Linked DNA regions of Zea mays: region 1 is linked to region 2. A link is a contact called in public Hi-C data. All regions are on one chromosome and are shown on one strand. Each heading gives the region's core, a stretch centred on a gene start, on an enhancer-like site or on the middle of the called end of the contact. The rest is flanking DNA. Distances are from core to core; before and after follow the strand shown.

Region 1 (2,700 bases), core at 29-2,528, 470 kb after region 2:
TTCTGTGGACTAAAGTTTAGCCCGGGTCACATCAAGCGTTTGACTTTCAAATAGGAGTATAAAATATTGACCCAACCAACTGTACTAGATTCGTCTCACTTTTTAATCTTCGGCTGAGAAATTAGTTTTATAATCCGACTACATTTAATACCCCGAACGGAGGTTCAAACATTCGATGTGATAGGGGCTAAATTTTAGCAGGGGCAAACCAAACACCCCCTAAGAATAGCTCAATAATATACAAGAAAAGTGTCAAGCACGCTGTGCAATTTTATAACTGAATGCCAGACATATGCTACCATAAATAAGCAGGATATTAACTAACTTTTGGCTAATCCATACCAAACCCTGTGGTTATGATAATAGAAATGCAAGAACTCAGATGACATGCTACAAAAGATGAAAAGAGTGAACGCGTCAAGCATGGGCCCCAAACAACTGCAGCCTGGACCCCTGGATGCCTACACCACCATCCTTAATGTTTGAGGAAGTTCCATTACATTACATGATTATTAAGGCACCTATCTGAACAGCTAAAAGGTTACATCACTCACGCAGTGATCGTGTAGACAGAATTCATGCAAGTTTAGCACGTAAACTCCATGGGTGGAGTACCTAGATCTGTAACTTAAGTCCCACCAGATAGTCTGATGGGATGAAATATATCAAAACCACTCGCTCCAAAACGCCGTTGACTCCAAAACCACCGGATCCGAACCTGCTGCTATCCCGGAGCCCTTAAGGTTCAACTAGAGATCGCAGCAGTAAAATCAACTATCTAAAGAGTAAGCAGTTAATTAAGTGCAGCTAGCGAGTCAACTGGATCAAGTGACTACCACGAGGATCTACCCATCAAGCCCAACCACTGATCAGATCAGCTAGCACCGCGGATCGGTTCAACTTCACCGACTGAACAAGGAGAGTGACAGTGAGCCCTTCTACAGTTCTACTGGCCAAAACTACGTCAACCCAAACGCCCTAAACACCATCAGATCGAGCGATAAAAACTGAGATCTAGCGAGTTAAGCACACTCTAAACCACACAGGATCGGATCGAGCTCGGGCTCAGGCTCGGGCGGACTAGGCCAGATCCGAGCCGGGACCAGACGACACCGGATACTACGCGGATCGGGAAGGAGGGAAGGTTCAGCACCGTACCTGCGGCGCCAGTGACGAGCACGCGCATTGGTTCCTTCGCCATCGGTGCGAGTGGAGGAGGCGGCGGGGAGCTTCGAGAAGGTTCTGGAAGCGGGGGTTTGGGAGTGGCTTTGGAGGCTGCGGCAACCAAGGGATAGCGAAGAGAACGCGGCAATGGGTGGCCACTATTTAACAACGTCGCTGTGACGGGGAAGCCTTGGGAATCCACTGTCACACGCCCCGATAATGACAGCGTGCTTATCAGTAACTGACAATTGGCCCGACACCAGCGGGCCCCTGACGTCAGTGTGCTATGTTGGCTCTGATTGGTTGGTGTGTCTTTAGGCAGGAGACTCGCAAGTGACGGCGTGACGCTTGACGCTGTGGGCGCTGGCCCACCGCCCACGGCTTCGGCGATGAATACTACGTACAGTAGTACGGAGTGGAGCAAGATGGTGGGGTCCTTCTGTCAGTTAGACAGCATGGCAGCTTGGCAAGCTGGATGATGCTCGATTGATTTCTGCATTTTTCTTGCGAGCTGTTTTACAGGACCGAAGCGGCGACATTATCGTTGTGGAGGAGATGTCTCTCGAGATTCGAGAAGCGTGGCGTGAGGAAGATGGCACTCATTCACGATAGGGTTGGTGATAGGTTTGATAGGTACCGATGGCTTTGATCACCAGCCGTTTTTTTATCCACACATCTAAAGATTTGAAAGCTACTTCGACCGATAGGGAAACGCGATGTGACGATACTTTTTCTTACTACTATGTTTGGTTGGGACTTGGGAGTAAGAGCAATTACAATAATAAACTCTAAGTCTGCTTACATGACATTTTTATTTATGTGGTATGGTCGATTGTCCACACCATTAATTAAAGCAATCAATCTGTACTTTACTTTTTTGTCCTATGAATAGCCAGTAGCATAGCTTTCTTCATCTCAATCTTCACCGCGACTATACGTCGTCTAGAGACGTCTTGGGTGTCATGTCGATCCCAAGACAAACCCTATGATCTCCCTCCCTGACGAAGTCCCTTACCAGGGGCGAGATCCAGGTGTCGATAGAGAACGTTGCCGCCCTACGCTTGCGCGGACCATCTGGCTCGGCGCAGGGAACCCAGCTCCTGTTGTCTAGGTCGCGGACCATCTGGCCCTAGGCCGCGGACCGTCCGCGCCGCCGCAGAGATTGACGGCCCTAGCTTGCCGAGCTGAACAACTCCAGTGATTGGCGCCCAGATCTGCGTCAACACAGTTTTTGATGACTCCGCTAGGAAAACTGAGATTGGATTTACCAGATCGGTGTCATATGGTCGGTTCAAAGGAAACACCGATATTTTCTCTAGCAACATCAAGCCGACTACGAATGACCTGTAGGTTGAAAAATATCATAGGCTGGAAAACGCCAGGAAAAAGATGCAGACATAACTCGAAGAGTTGTTCTTGACTGATTTCAAGGTCGACTGAAGCCAGAAGCTCATCCGACAGAGAGAATATAACCCTGGTGAATCTTCGTCCTGCTACAATCAGACCCAGCGCTGTAAGTAAATACGATGACATCCA
Region 2 (2,700 bases), core at 85-2,584:
ATGACACGAAGTCACAAACTAAACTTTGGTTACTTTAGTATTGAAATGGTTTGGAGGGATTGGAGAGTGTATAAATTCCTAATAAATCAAAAAACTATCACAATACATATCAATCCATTTCAATCCCTTTTATTACTAGATTACCTAAACCAAACACCGGCGCCACGCACGCGATGACGTGGTGAGGAATTTGCGCAGACGCACAGAGGCGAACAAAGGGGCTCCTCCTCAGTCAGGCCAGTGCAGCGCTGCCACGTCGGATTATGCACTAGGCAGTGCTTGTGCTGAGTCCCTTCGGTTGGTTTGACTACCAGCTTGGCAACAGTGACGCTTACGACTACCAGCTTGGCAACATCTATTGCATGCCTGTCTATTCAGAAAGCCACCCCTGTCTGTCTAAGGTGGGTTCTAACTTCTAACCAAGATTAAGATTATTCTGTAACTAATAGTATATCAGCCTGACCTAGTTCATACGTGAGGAGCCATTTCGGCCACCAACTCCTCCGCGTTGCTAATTCTGTACTACTCCTTAACACCACTTGCTCTCCAGTCTCCAGCACGCAACACACGGATGCGCACGCTCCGGAAAACATGCGACGCACAAGAATGCGCACGCGCCTTCTCTAAAATTGGCAACGTGTTCTCGAAAAACGGGCGGGGGCCCGAGCTCCTGCGCGTCGATCGTCGGAAACAAGAGCCCGTAAAACTGAAGGCGACGGACGTACGGCGGCGGCCCGTCTCCAGTTTGGAGACGAAGGTGAAATGGGGGCGGACAAGATGTTGCGGCCTGCGGAGATTTTCCTGGTGTGTGTGTGTGTGCACAACGACTCGAACACACGCACGCACGCACCAACGGAATCCTGAATTTCCTGATCCTGTTTACCCCCCGAGAAGGAAAAAAAAAGGATCCCGGTTCTCAACGATCAATCAAAGTAGACAAGCGGCCAAACGTATCGCATCGACGACGAATGAATGGGACGAACAACAGATAGAGGTAAGCCAGCGAGCGATCGGGGGTGGGGGGGAATCGTACGCACCTCTGGGCTCTGGAGGAACCTTTGTTTGTATATTATCTATATATCCTTGATTCTTCCCGGCGAGTCCTCGATGATGGATCGGATCTTCTGGGGAGGAGAGGAAGGAGAACGGGAGAGGCAGACGAGCCGTTCCTCGACTCGCTCCGACTCCGAGGAAGGGGGGTGGCGCGGGTTCTGCTAATTGATTGCCCGTGTGTGTTTGTGAATTGGATTGGAGGAGGAGATGCGTGAGGCCGAAGAAGTCTTCCAGAAAAATGAAAGGAAGGAGGGAGGGGTAGGTGGCGAACAGCTCAAACGCCCGCCGTCGCTCGCATGATCGCGCCGCGTCGCCTTCTCCCCCTCCTCTTGCCTCGCGCTCGCAGTGTAGGACGTGTGGTGTCCCACCCACGAGGCCACGAGGGCCACGGTATGATTCCATCCAGACCAGTGTACACAAGTCCCTAGTCCTACTCTCTGATACATGGGCCCTACCTGGACTGTGTGTGTTTGTGTATTCCCGGGATACGTACATTTATCGTCCGATATATGTAACCCCTACTTGATAATGATAATGATTATACGTATCGTACTCGTATCACTTGCACTTGGACACCTCGGCTGCCTCACCCCAAAGGCCCCAGCTGCTGTTTTAATTAGGGACGCGTACGCTGCTATCCAACCTTGCACTGCAGCCCGGCCCACCAATAGCATCCTGACAAGCGCGATGCACGAACACGGCGGGGTCCGTTCCAGCGATCCCGTCAAATGGAAAGGGAATGAAGGACTTCTCCTTCTGTTCGTACCTCGCAGTAACATCGCTGGATGAAAACGACTGATACTGAATTTTCTGCACGGTTGAACTGGAACAGAAACACGATTGGTGATCCGAAGGGGGCACACCGCACACAACCAGCTATCACTATCAGGCTTCAGTGGACCAGCGAGCATCAGCTGAGGACTGACCACCACCCTTGGGCCTAGGCTAAAGATATACTAGTAGCTGTATAAGAAAAACGATTTTGAACCTGCTGCCGAGTCTCGTAAAATGAAATGTAACAGCGCAATTGGTCAGCCGGACACTGGAACCAGTACCAAACATTTTGGAATCATGCAGAATTCTTCGCCGGATTGATAGGCTGACCACCATTATTTCCTCACAAACGAGGACATGCCCGTTTGGCAGCCTAACAGCAAGGACAGCAAATGTTTCCAACACGCAAGCCGAACCTACATCCCCTCCAATATGTCTCCATCCGACACCCTCAATCAAAAATTCGAAAAGTTCTCCCTCCGTCGCCAATTAAAATTCGTTTTAAATAATTAATAGATTCGTAATACAATTAATAGATTCATAATACAACTAATAGCTCCATAATGCTTGATTTATATATTTTATATATTTCTACATTCATCATCATCTATTTGAGTATAGACATAAACATCAAGAGCTAAAATAAATCATATTTTAGGACGGAGAGAGTAAAAATTATGGATTTCACATCAATGCAGGTAGTATCAAGAATAATGGTTTGGCACAATCATCATATGGCAAAATAACAAAGTTGTAAGCGCCACCGAGCCAGAGCCCAGTGAGACCTTACTGATCAGTCTTACACATGTAGGAGTTTCAGTCGCTGCACACAAAGCTTATTGGTTCCGCATTGCATACTACTGGTACAACAGC

Evidence for each region. Hi-C and Micro-C count contacts between places; a contact is called where the count stands out from the background.
Region 1: a contact with region 2 is called in a Hi-C map of tassel, with 2.4 times the contacts expected there. The contact joins the promoter of LOC542598 here to the promoter of LOC100216974 in region 2. A contact is called at or near these places in 2 of 25 Hi-C or Micro-C datasets (endosperm and tassel).

Annotation. Positions count from the first base shown.
Region 1 is chr1:237,027,397-237,030,096 of Zm-B73-REFERENCE-NAM-5.0, forward strand. It overlaps LOC542598 (malate dehydrogenase 5), which reads right to left and starts at 1,279. Exons shown (of 7, transcript NM_001112133.2): 1 at 1,159-1,279. The coding sequence starts at 1,201.
Region 2 is chr1:236,554,700-236,557,399 of Zm-B73-REFERENCE-NAM-5.0, forward strand. It overlaps LOC100216974, which reads right to left and starts at 1,335. Exons shown (of 8, transcript NM_001317379.1): 1 at 1,038-1,335. LOC100286228 (mitochondrial import inner membrane translocase subunit TIM16) reads right to left here. Exons shown (of 4, transcript NM_001159116.2): 4 at 2,533-2,700.